Linked DNA regions of Mus musculus: region 1 is linked to region 2. Evidence: chromatin contacts called from public HiChIP or PLAC-seq data. All regions are on one chromosome and are shown on one strand. The core of a region is the stretch at or near the end of the contact, and the rest is flanking DNA. Distances in the headings are between cores, read along the strand shown. Region 1 overlaps Plekha6 (pleckstrin homology domain containing, family A member 6). Region 2 overlaps Gm51648 (a long non-coding RNA gene).

Evidence for each region. HiChIP or PLAC-seq counts read pairs in DNA pulled down with a chosen protein or histone mark.
Region 1: an HNF4G HiChIP or PLAC-seq map of pancreatic cancer cells shows a contact between it and region 2. The contact joins two enhancer-like sites. A contact is called at or near these places in 1 of 39 promoter capture datasets (embryonic stem cells), 1 of 15 datasets of contacts at CTCF or cohesin (liver), 9 of 484 Hi-C or Micro-C datasets (the G1E-ER4 cell line, LSK cells, the Patski cell line and 6 more), 7 of 115 datasets of contacts at active chromatin or transcription factors (embryonic basal ganglia, embryonic stem cells, extraembryonic endoderm stem cells and 2 more) and 3 of 9 other capture datasets (adipose tissue, liver and pancreatic islet).

The regions. Positions count from the first base shown.
Region 1 is chr1:133,293,600-133,299,910 of GRCm38.p6, reverse strand. Plekha6 (pleckstrin homology domain containing, family A member 6) reads right to left here. Exons shown (of 27, transcript NM_182930.2): 23 at 6,038-6,205; 24 at 5,824-5,957; 25 at 5,203-5,348; 26 at 868-991; 27 at 1-202. The coding sequence ends at 876. Among named protein-coding and RNA genes, the nearest start is that of Golt1a, 13 kb to the left of the region's middle. Within about 2 kb of position 4,555, at least 54 of the 459 cell types and tissues checked have an H3K27ac peak or open chromatin away from gene starts, as enhancers often do. A contact at or near this core is called in pancreatic cancer cells, where this site is marked.
Region 2 is chr1:133,202,587-133,208,793 of GRCm38.p6, reverse strand. It overlaps Gm51648 (a long non-coding RNA gene), which reads left to right. Exons shown (of 3, transcript XR_003948006.1): 3 at 396-1,062. It also overlaps a transcript of Plekha6 not described here. Among named protein-coding and RNA genes, the nearest start is that of Gm51648, 8.5 kb to the left of the region's middle. Within about 2 kb of position 3,598, at least 26 of the 459 cell types and tissues checked have an H3K27ac peak or open chromatin away from gene starts, as enhancers often do. A contact at or near this core is called in pancreatic cancer cells, where this site is marked.

The sequences.
Region 1 (6,311 bases), core at 3,306-5,805, 90 kb before region 2:
AGGGCAGCAGATGTGAACTTGAAGGCATCCATGTTCCTTTATGAAGCAGCCCCGGTCCCCAGCCTGGCTCTCTGACGTGTTCCCATGGTGGGTGCAAGGGCAGGAGGCCAGGGTGAGAAGCCAGAGCCCCAGGTGTGCAATGGATGCTATCAGAAGGTGGCTCTGTGGAGCTTCACAGCATTGGCCTCAGCCAGGGCTTGCACTAGAAAAAAGAAAAGCCAGTGAGAAGTGATCCCAGGGTGGCAAGCTCCAGCCAGCTTCTCTAGAGAATAAAATGCTTCGTTACAAAGAGCTGGGGAGCCATTCCTTCCCTAACCTGGACAGAGTGGAAAGGAGGGTAAGTAGTCAGGGTTTCCCTGCCCACTCCATTCTGGATACAAGGCTCTGTGCTTTGGTGGGAAGGAAGAGCAAGGCTATGCTACTTGAGTGCTGCCCTCAGTTACATTAATGTCTGGGAGTGGAGACTCGGCTGCTAGGGGCCTTCTTAGGGTTCTGTGGCAGGGTTGCTGGGGATCTTGCTGGGGAATGAAGCTGATTAGCAGACCGGAAGTATGGGGTGGCAGATACGGAGGTAGGGGGCCAGGGAAGTACCTTCCCGAGCAACAGACAGGTGTGGGATTAGCACCATTCTCTTCTGCTTGCAAAGAAGCAGAGTCATTGGCATCACCATATCTAAGAAGCAGCATCGCCAGTCACCTGCAGCCAGTACTGCTCGGAGACATTGGTGGCTCAAGCGGACAAATGGAAGGGAACATTGCGCACAGGGCACCAGGATGGGGAGAAGCAATGGGAGGGTATCATGACTCAGTGGGGTGGGGGAAGGGTCCCCTCCCTGGGGTGCATGAAATACAGTAGAAAAGTGCTTACGTCAGAGCTCAGACCCGCATGGTATGGCTGCTGTCGGCGCCCCGTGGGCGGTCAGACGAGAGGGGGTTGACTGGTGGAGTCGGGGAAGCAGGGGAGGTGGGAGGGCTGGGGGTGGCACACTGCACTGGAAACAGAAATGAACAGGGGAGTGAATAGGAGACAAAGGATGCTAGGGGAGGAGACTGGGTGCCCAGAGCAAGCGAGGCCACTCCCCGGGCAGGGAGCGAGGCAGGGAGGCAAGCAGAGAGAAAAGGTGGGCTGGGAAGCTTGCTCAAGCAGAGGCATAGCTGTCCTTAATTCCCAGGGTGCAGTGGAGAATAGAGAGATCCCAGAGGAGATCCGGCCACACCCAGGCTCCGCTAAGAAGCTGGGTGATGGTGCTCCAGGCTGAACCCCATTCTGGGATAAAGACTCCCTTCCTGTCCACGCACTGGCTTATTTATTCTACCCTGTGCAGACAGAACGAAGGGGGACCCAGCCACTTTACACCATCTACGGCAGCTTCACCCATGATAATGATTAATAGTGCAATAAAATCACACCAGTCCACGGCATCGGGCCGCCACTTAACAGAGAGGTAGGACAGCCAGCAGGATAATCCTTTCCAGAGAACACAGTTTCCTGACTAGCATAAAGTCTCGGCGGGACTAGCGGCTCAGAATGAACCTCCCCACGATCACGTGAGAACCTGTTCCGACCGATCCGGCAGAGGACCTGCAGGCCACACTTGGGAAGTCATTTTGAACTTTAAAACTGTGACGTTTGGACTGACGTGATTTTACTTTATTATCATCATTTCATGTGAAGAACAGCAAAGGGGAAAGACAGTAACAGGAGAGTCCTCTAGGAGGACACCAGACTCTTGCGCATCCTCGGTATAGCCAAGGCAGAAGGATGGCAGAGAGAGCGTCCCCACTTGGGCTAGGAGAAGAACCAGACCTCGGCCAGGAGTCACGCCGCATCTCCAAGATGCGCCATTAAACTTCCAACTCCTTGCTTCCTACCCTGGCATGGGCATCATCGCCTTCTCTGAGCTCTGTGCAACAGGGCCCATGTGGCTCCTGCTCTTGCTACAGGCTCCTGTTGTTGCTATGGGCATATCCCCAGGATGTGTATAGCCCAGGTTGCTTCCAGTGGTTGTGAGCTCAGGTCTCCTTCATATAATGCTATTATGCCCGGGATCTGACAGCACCACATGGGTACACTCATCTTACACAACTCAAATATGTGTTTGTTCACTTTCAAGCCTCGGTACTTCCATGTGATCCAACATACCTGTCATCTCATAGGCAAAACCACTCACAAATGCTTCCCAACACATTCATGTGTATATTACCGAAGAAGTGTTACTCATGGGTCATGTTCAGATTCTAAACCTGTCAATAACCCCGACAAGAAAGCAAAGAGGCTCCCTGGGAAGCCAAAATGTTCTAACATCTACCTACAGAGTTCTGTGGATCCGGCCACTGTTATTCTGAGTTCTAACAAGTGCTGACCTGTTGGTGTTCTGAGCCTCAGATTGGAAATAGAAAGCCGGGGCTGGAAAAGGGACAGAGGGGGCATTGAAAGGCCCTGCATAGCTCTAAGAAGGCACAAATGAAGAGAGCACAGCGCCTTTATGAAAAGTGAGGATGACATATGAGCAGGAGGGGACCACACTTAGATACAGAGAGAGTCACACAGGGACAGCAGCTCCTGGGCTCATGCCTTCAACACAAGTCAGGGGCATAGGGATACTGACAGTATTAACTGAGGAAGGAAAAGACGACAGTTATGTGAATATCATCTCTTTAACGAAACAGACACGTGAAATATATATTGACTATACCCACTAAAATGCGTTAAGTTCAAGTGTGTGGTAAGCACATGTTGGACAGATGTGGCACTTCAAAGCGTGAGTATTTGCATGCGTGAGTAGCCACACACATTTATGAGTGCATTCACCCCACCCCTATGCACAGATATGTTTACAAGTGCTACAGAGTGTACACTGCGCACAACATTCGGGATAGATCATGGCATTCCTGACACATGAAAAGCCAGCCACATATAAATATGCACATTCCTAGATGTTACCTCTACCTGCATACTGGATGTGCATACACACACACACACACACACACACACACACACACACACACACGCAGATGCATCCCCACATTTCCCCTCAAACATTCCTTTCTCTCCCACACAGATCATCTAAATACACACAGATACACATCTGCGAACATTGCCAGATACATGACATCTGTGCCAGGTACACAGACTCAGAAATGCCGCATCGCATCGTCTCATATGGTATACACTGAATCTGCACACAGCAGTTTGGCAGACTTACAAACAGAGCACTCACTGATTAGGTTGTCCATGACACACACACCCATGCCAAGCCTGCTGCTCTTGGGACCTATGCCCAGCCACTCTCCCTCCCAGTGTCCTGGGTATGAACCTACGCCCACGCTGCTAATCCACACCCATGTGCCCAGGAGTAGTGCTTGCTCTAGGGCCTCCAGGCCATGGGCCAAGGATAGCGGGGCAGCGGGCTAGGGCTGAGGTCTGGTGCTCCCATAGCCATTTTTTGAATTGTTGGAGGTTTTGGCAATAGCACGATGACCATTTGCTTTCAGCACACAGACCCTGAAATGTAAGCCCGTGTATTGTCAAGGGAAATCGGATAGGCCCCAGAGGTTTGTTTCCATGAAACCTGGACTGTTGGGTAACAATGCAGAAAGCCAGATCCGTGGCAGGGCAGGGGGAGTTTTTAAGCATGCTATGTGCTACCCTCTTGAAATGGGAAGTACCTTTTGCTCAAAGCATGTGGAATTTGACTCAAGTTCAATGTCAGTTCGAGTTACTTTTGAAAAGTAAGGACAGCATCCTACTCTGCAGCTAAACTGGTTCTGCTGCCTTAGCTCCAGGAAAGGAGATGGCCCCTCATAGCTCTCAGCACCTGTCTGTGCAGAGCCGGACACTGGAGCACCTGCGACCTCCAGTGCCTCCCCAGCCCTCCATCCTGAAGTTCATTGTTCCTAATTACATCAGCTTCTCCCTGGAGGTTTAACTGATACTTTCTTTGTTGTGACTGACAGCCCTCTGGTTGTAACGTACATATATCAAGTTAGAAACGGCACAGAGGGGTCTCGTTTCAACTTCAGCTCTTACTGGTTCAAGCATCTCTACCGAGCACCGCAGCATCACCGTTGTCCCAGCACTAAACACCAGGCACTTGGTGAGGGGCTGCCTTCGGCTGCTTCTGACCCTTGCACCATCTGAACTGAAGGCAGGTGTTCTGAATTTTACCACTGAGGAAATGAAGGCTTGGAGCCCCATCCCTCCTGATTCCATCTTTATCTGCTTGCTCCTGCCTCGTCAGGACTAGCGTAACCGTGGCCTGTAACCTGGTCTCTCTCACTTCTGCTCATCACCTTAAGCCACGGCCGACTTCATATCATTCCTCCTAACTGTGGCCACTAAAGTCCACACTTTGTGGGCGTGGTGGTGTGTGCCAATAATCCCAGCACTCAGAAGCTTAAGCAGGAAGACCTAAGGTTCTAGGCCAGGCTGAGTTACATAGCCAGACCCTGTCTCAAAAACGAAACAAAAGAAGATGGTCCTATTATGTGTGGATGAAGCTAACCACGACCTTATCTGCCCCTCCCATTCATACAGACTCCCCTTCATTGAAAGCCGGGCCACATTCCCCTCCTCCAGGAGGCTACTCTAGCCTGTGGAAGTCAGTCCAGTGACTTCACCTCTATGGTATCTAATTGGGACCTTTGTGTCAGTGTGAAGTCACTTCCTCTTCCTAGCAGGTCTCTTCTTAGGAAAGTTAAGTTGGATCAGCAGCCAAGATAGAGATGAAATAGCTCTCAAGTCCTTGTCTGCCTTGTCTTTTTTGGGGGGGAGGGGAAGGAGGGGGATCATCTTTCCATTCTTCTGTTTGCATGTAGCAAGGAAGAAAAGCAGAAGGAATCCTAAACACCTAGTCCTCTCAGCCATGGTGGTAAGTGTGATTATGCTTCCTAAGGAAGTGCCATTGCCTTCTCTGTGACTTTCCAGAGGCACATGGCCCCAAGTTCCCTGCCGCCTCTGACCAGTCCTCTATAAAGTGGCTGTGAGCATCATGACAGCTAAGCCCCTGGAGGTCGGCCACTCTGGCCCCTTCGTACTGAGCCTAGCACAAACCCAGTGCTTAGTGAATGCTCGGTCTGACCCTATGAACCACCTCCTTGGCCTGGCGTCTCTCCTGAGCCTGCCCCCCTGGCAATGCTGCACTTCCTCCCCTACACCTGGTCAGCTGGTGTCCCTGGCGGAGCGAGGCCCAGCCCCTCTCACCAGACAGCATGCGGCCCCTGCGGGAGGCCTCGGTCGCCAGGGCACAGGAGATTTCAATCCGCTTCTCCTGCTCCTGCAGCTGGCTCTCTGAGTCCTGGGGCACGTCCACAGAGTCCCCCTCGCCGATGGGCACCACGTTCTGCATACTGAAGAGGCACAGACACACAGACATGGAGGGAGGGACAGCATGGTCCAATTGGCTTGGGGAGGCCTGCGCTGAGGTTGGTGGGGAGGGCCAGGGGCCTTTGAGTGTGCAGCCTCTGGTGCCCAGCAAGGCTGTCCCTAGGAGTGAGGGAGACCCTGGCAAGACTGTTAGGACCCCTACCCTCAATGTTCTCAAATGAATTTTCAAAGGTTCAAGTGAACATGTGGGGCAGCCTTGAAGGGGCGGAGGATGAGCAGAGAGGCACCCTCTGGTTTGTGCACAAGCCCAGCAGGTCTTTCTAGGGACCAGACCAGCATCCTCATTTCTGCCAGATGTCTGGGTATAGTCTGCTGCCTCTGGCCACTGCTTTTATTTTCTCTACCCTGGGGAGGCAAGGTGCCTCCGAGATACCTAGTGCCCAAGGAACCTGGGTACAGGGAGGGCAGTGGAGTGGCTGGCTCGCCTAGGCCTATTACCTGGATTTGGCAATGAGCGTCTTGATCCTCTCCACCTTCTTCTGCTTCTCCTTCAACTCCTCCGGGCTCAAGGGAGTGTCAGGTTCCAGGTCAATGTACCGTTCAGGGATGAGGACTTTGTCTGGAGTAGAGAGCTGTGGAGAGTCTAAGGTCACCGCCTGCATCCTCCCATTCAGGCCATCCTCCTGCCACGGCCCCTCCCGGACCCACTCACCTCCTTACTGATGTCCACATCGTAGTGCTGAGGCTCCAGCTCCATCTTGCGGAGCCTCGCGATCTCCTCCCGTGGTGTCTCATATGCCTGACCACCAGGTTCCTCGGCTCTCAGGGCTGCCTCCAGGTTGGAGATGTCTACTTCATGGATGCTGCGGTGACGGCGCACCTGGGGGACAGCACTGTCATGACCAAGTCACTTCTACCCACATCTCCCTCCAGGCAGTTCCTACTATTCCTGTGTATGCGCCCTGACCAGCATCCTTACTATCCCT
Region 2 (6,207 bases), core at 2,349-4,848:
ACCGAAGCAAGCCTCTCCCCTCTCCCTCTCCCCCCTCCCCCTCTCCCCCTCCCCCTCCCCCTCTCCCTCTGTATGTGTGTGTGTTTGCGCATGTGCACATGCATGCACGCATCCTTTATTAACTGCAGATTAGGTCACAGGCAGCAGAAATCTCTAGGGACAGGCTATGGACAGCCAGGGGAACCTCATGACTAATCATTAATTTAATTAAATGTAGCTGAGCTGTATTTCACAACTAACTAAAAGAAAGAAGTTGTTGAGAATGTCTCAGGCTTTGCCGCCCTTCACCAGTACCACAACTTGAAATCTGTCTGAAGAGCAAGGCATAAGATGGTCAGGTCTGACTTTGGACCTAGTACTGACCTCCCTGCCTTCTCCCCTTTCCCAACCTGCAGAGGCCAGAATGGGTGCGAATGAGCCACCCTGTTGCCGTCTGGTCTCAGCTCCTACAACAACATCTCCCGGAGGAAGAGGCCTCTTTCTAAAGCAAGTGATCACTTACTGTGAAATCAAAGAAGCAACGTCTAATTAAAGGGAATAATTAATGGGCAATTAGTCTGTAATGAATGAATGGGCATAGGCAGTGATCACCAAGGCTTCTGACATCCCACAGAAAGAAGCGATACAGCATGTCCTGATAGTGCGGGCAGACACAGGAGAGAGAGGGTCTTACCCTGCCCGCCCCACTCCTCCAAGTAAAGCCACCAAAAGACTCTTTGGTCTTGATCAAGCCCTACCTCTAGCTGCCTTTGCAGGTGATACAGAGACAGCAGAGTGTGTCACATACTGTGCTGAGGGTTTGGGGATTCGGTTCCCCAAACCCAGGACAGGAAGAGTGCTGTGCAACAGGTAACCTAGTTCCTTCAGCAACACATCACAGGAAAGAGCGCAGATAGGAGTCACCTGAGAGCCGTGACAGCTGTCACAACATTCAGACCTTATTTGGAGCCAAATCAAAAGGAAAGATCTATTTTTTAAATATGATGGACAGAGAAATGCAAATACTAGTAAGACTTGTTAGCTCTGTTTAGGTATTTTGATATTTTAGATATTTTGATGTTTTCCTAAGAGTCAGCACCTTTAGAGATGAAATAATCAGCTGTCTAGGTTTTTCTTCAAAATAATCAGAAGACAGAAAAAAAGGACTAGGAATGGTGAAAGCAAGACCAGCCGTGAGCTACTTCAAATGATCAAACCTTGGCATAGGAGGGTTACGACATCGTCCACTTTGCTCTTACACGTGCTTAAAAGTTTTCATTTAAAAAATTAATTGGGCTGGTGAGATGGCTCAGTGGGTAAGAGCACCCGACTGCTCTTCCGAAGGTCCAGAGTTCAAATCCCAGCAACCACATGGTGGCTCACAACCATCCGTAACAAGATCTGACTCCCTCTTCTGGTGTGTCTGAAGACAGCTACAGTGTACTTACATATAATAATAAATAAATAAATAAATAAAAATGTGCAGTCCAGGAATGGCCACTCCTAGATTAAACCTTGCTCTAAAGACAACACAGACAAGAAGCATAAAAGCGGCATTATAAAAGCAAAATACAGGAAGACACAGAGTTCCATCAGGAAGATAAGCCACAGCAGTACAACACTCTACAGCTGTATGTGGTAAACCAGATAGCTCTCCGAAACAAAAAAAGGGGTAAGCAGAAGAAGGCTAGAGACAGAATACTGACTCGGATGGCATGCAAAATTGGGGGGGGGGATTAATTGGGCTGGTGAGATGGCTCAGTGGTTAAGAGCTCTGACTGCTCTTCCAAAGGTACTGAGTTCAAATCCCATCAACCACATGGTGGCTCACAACTACCCATAATGAGATCTGACATCGTCTTCTGGTGTGTATGAAGACAGCTACAGTGTACCTATTTACAATAATAAATAAATCTCTAAAAAAAAAAAAAATTAGCGGGGCAGTGGTGGCGCACGCCTTTAATCCCAGCACTTGGGAGGCAGAGGCAGGCAGATATCTGAGTTCCAGGCCAGCCTGGTCTACAGAGAGAGTTCCAGGACAGACAGGGCTACACAGAGAAACCCTGTCTCAAAAAAAAAAAAAATTAATTAATATAAATCACCAGGTGTAAGAGATGTCTCAGTCAATAAAGGTCCTGTCATACAAGCCTGAGGACCTGAGTTTGAGTCCCAGGCACCTCTTCAAAAGGCTTCCAGTGGCAGGAGTCGGGTCGGGGGTGGGGTCAGGGACTAGATCCCTCAAGCTCATTGGCTGTCCAGCCTAGCTAAATTGATAAGCACCAGGCTCTGTCTCAAATAAATAAATTTATTTAAGTATATAAATCAGAAGCTAAACCCAGTGGCAGAGGCCTGTAATTCCAGGCTGGGACAGGAGGATAATAAATCCATGGCCTTCCTGGCCAAGAGTCCAAGGGGGTGAGAGACAAGATGACTAAGCGGATTAAAGGCACCTGCAGCAACGTGAGTTCAATCCCTGGAATCCAGAGCCCACTCTGGGAAGGAGAGAACTGACTCGCACAAACTATCCTCTGACTCCATATGTGCCTTGTGTGCACTCGTGAACACACGCACAATGGATAAATAAAAGTCAACTTTTTTTTTTCTATTTAAAACGTGAATTCAAGAGCAGCCTGGACATCTTGGTGAGACTTGGTGGTCCATGCCTCCATGAGTTCAATGTCATCCTTTGCTACACAGAGTTGCAGGCCAGCCTAGACCATGGGAGAACATAGCTCAAAAGCCAAATAGATAAAATAAATGGCAAATCAAGTGAACTTGTGGCCAGGATTTAACAAACTCCTAGAAACTGGCCAGGTCTCTAGCTCTGGCCTGGGGTACCTTTTCTGTAGCTACCTGAACACATGGGGCAAGAAACCAGGGTGCTAGCCGGGCAGTGGTGGTGCACACCTTTAATCCCAGCACTTGGGAAGTAGAGGCAGGCAGATTTCTAAGTTCGAGGCCAGCCTGGTCTACAGGATGAGTTCCAGGACAGCCAGGGCTATACAGAGAAACCCTGTTACAAAACAAACAAACAAACAAACAAACAAACAAAAAAAACCAGGGTGCTATTCCCTTTCTGGCAGAACTATTGCACTATATCCTCGTGTTCTCTCTCTCTCTCTCTCTCTCTCTCTCTCTCTCTCTCTCTCTCTCTCTCTCCCCACAGAGTCTCTCTGTATAGCTCTAGCTGTCCTGGATTTGCTTTGTAGAGAAGAGCCCCCTGCCTCTGCCTCCCAAGTGCTGGGATTAAAAGCGTGTGTCACAGCTTGTACCCTCGTTCTCTACAGCTCTTGGTCCTGCCAGCACCACCTAAGAGAAACTGGCAGCCCCTGGGCATGTCATCTTCAGAAGACAGGTCCCGCCCTTCCTTCCCTGGAACAGCCATCTCTGAGGGCATCACCAGGCCCAGGTGCAGTTCCCTCTGAACCAGGGTCCTGAGGCAAGCCCTCTCAGCAAAGCAGCACTTGTAACAGCTGGGTGGGCTTTGCGGCCTCTCTGCCTCCATCAGTGGACAGCAGCGGGACATGGGGATAGAAGGAAGGGTAGGTGTGGGAAGGACAAGGCCACACAAGAACCAAGAACTCAAGCCTGTGTTCCAGCCCCGCCCTGCCAAGACAGCCAAGCCCCGCCAACCCTCCTTGAACAAACACCCCCCACGCTGAAGGCTGCACCCTCTTCAGCACTTCCTGGTGCTACTGATCGGGAACGAAGGGAGGGGAGAAGGTTCCGAAGCTAGAGACTGAGGGAGAAGGGAATCACAAATCTGAGCAAACGCAGAACATGAGGGTAGCCGGGGTCCTTTGAAGGAAGGAATCAGGAAAAAGTGTGCCTTGTCTGGCATGTTCTGGAGTTCAAATTTGTTAAGTAAATAATTGACTAAAGAGAGAAAGGGAGATAGTGTCAGCAGTAGGGAGTGAATGGAGAGAGGTGGAAGGAGAGGATGCCCCTGGAATAGGTAACCCAGGCAATAGCCAGCTCAGCCAGCCTCCTGTCTGGTCCCCAACAGCCCCAGACCGGTATCCCCAGCCCTTACCGACCAGGAAATGTGTGTGTGAAAACCACCTCGTGCTGCCAATAGTCCACTTCCCACATGCGCGGAGCAGGCCACTCTAGCCAGAGCCACAAGTGCCCTCCTCTACCTGCTCCTAAGATGCAAAATGCCAGGAGATGCTCCACCCCAGATCCCAACAGCCAATCAAAGAAGCTGGCCCAGAGCCTGCCCTCTTGGGACACATTGCCACAATATTCAACCGCTGGGCTTGTTCCATATGCATGGCCATGCTGTGCAGTCACGAGATGACCCACCACAGACCTGCCTCTAGGTTACGTCCGCCTCCTGCTTCCTTGCTCTCAATGATCTTCAGGGACCATGGGGCCCAAGGTCCCCGTGAATCAACCTTCCTCAAAGCCAAGGGCAAGCAGGCACAGATCCAACTCTTAGATGATGAGGCAGTGGCCAGCGAGTCAAGGAACCTTGCAACTCACTCCAGCTACTATCCTGATGCCGGAATGAAAATCCTGGCTCTGCCACTTCATGCTTTCATGACTCCGGCAAATCACTGAATGCTTCAAAGTGACCCAAGGTCACTGTGACCCTTTCCTTCTGTCTGCATCCTCAGAAGGATGGGAACGTGCACAGAGAGAAAGTGCTGTGGCTCTTAACAGCAAAGACGCTCTATAAACGCAGGGTATCGTTATCATAAATGAGAGGCCCTGCCCACACAGCAGGGAGGGCACAGGTTTCTGTCAGGCTCGGCAGTACCCCACTGTATGAGGATTAGACAAATGCAAACCAAGCCAGAGGGCACCCAAGCTCTAAGCTCACTCCAGAACTCTGCCCAGAGACACGCCCCCCCCCCCCAGCTCTATGGGGAAGGATCTGAAGAGTGTGAGGGAAAATGGAAAGGGAGGGGTGGGCTGGTGTTGGGGAATGGTTTTGTGCACTGTGTATTCAGATGCTGATTACAGAGTTCTGGATACAGTCTGGACACTGTCATTGTCATTACTCTTGAAACATCTCCTGTCTCAAAGTTGTGTGAAAACTGTTCCTCATCACACTAGAATGGTTAATAAAGAACTGATCAGCCAATAGCAGGGCAGGAGAGTTCAGGCAATACCAGTGTGTGTTGGGGGGGTGGGGAGGGGTTGTCCCTGGTGGAAAGCAGAGAGAAGAAAAGGTCACCATGAGAGTCGCAATGAGGGCATAGATGGAACAGGAGCAGCCAGGGTAAGCCTAAGATGGCAGGTATGATGGCTTGTATATACTTGGTCCAGGGAGTAGCACTATTAGGAGGTGTGGCCCTGTAGGAGTGGGTGTGTCACTGTGGGCGTGGGCTTTAAGACCCTCATCCTAGCTGCCTGAAAGTTAATCTTCCACTAGCAGCCTTCAGATGAAGATGTAGATCTCTTAGCTCCTCCTGCACCACGCCTGCCTAGATGCTGCCATGCTCCCACCATGATGATAATGGACTGAACCTCTGAACCTGTAAGCCAGCCCCAGTTAAATGTTGTCCTTTATAAGAGTTGCCTTGGTCATGGTGTCTGTTCCCAGCAGTAAAACCCTATCTTAGACAGCTGGTAACGGGGCACATGGCTGGGTAGTAGGCAGCATAGTCGGGTTACAATAGATGAGTATCTGCCCAGCTCTGGTGCTTGAAGCTTATTAATAAATATAATAGGTCTCTGTGTCATTATTCAGATACAAGGGAGGGTGTAGAAAAGCTCTGTACTTTTACAGTCTGGACCTAGGATCTGTGTTGTGGAGTTGACAGAAGGTTTATCTGACCATCCAGGACTTGGTCTAAAGCAGGCAACATGGAGCAGCAGGTAGCTCATACTCCAATAGCCCTTTCTTCTTTCCCCCTGAAAGAAAGCACGTATCCGTGGAACCAGAGCTCTAAGTCAGGTTCTGTCGTAGCTCTTTCTGTAGAACAATAACCATATCAATAGTAATCTCTGAGGCTGGGGATGTAGCTCAGTTGGTCGTGAGACCCTAGATTCAGCCCTTAGCACTGCATTAACTATGCAGTTCATGCCTACAATCTCAGCAGAGGACCAGAAGGTCACTCAAGGTCACCCTCGCCTCCTCAACATGTCAAGACCAACCTGGGATACAAAGCTCAAAGTAACAACAACAATAATATTCTCTGAACATTTGCATAGCTTTTTTAGACACATGGACTGTTTTCCATTTTAGCTTCATGTAAGGAGAAAGCTCTAGAATCTTCT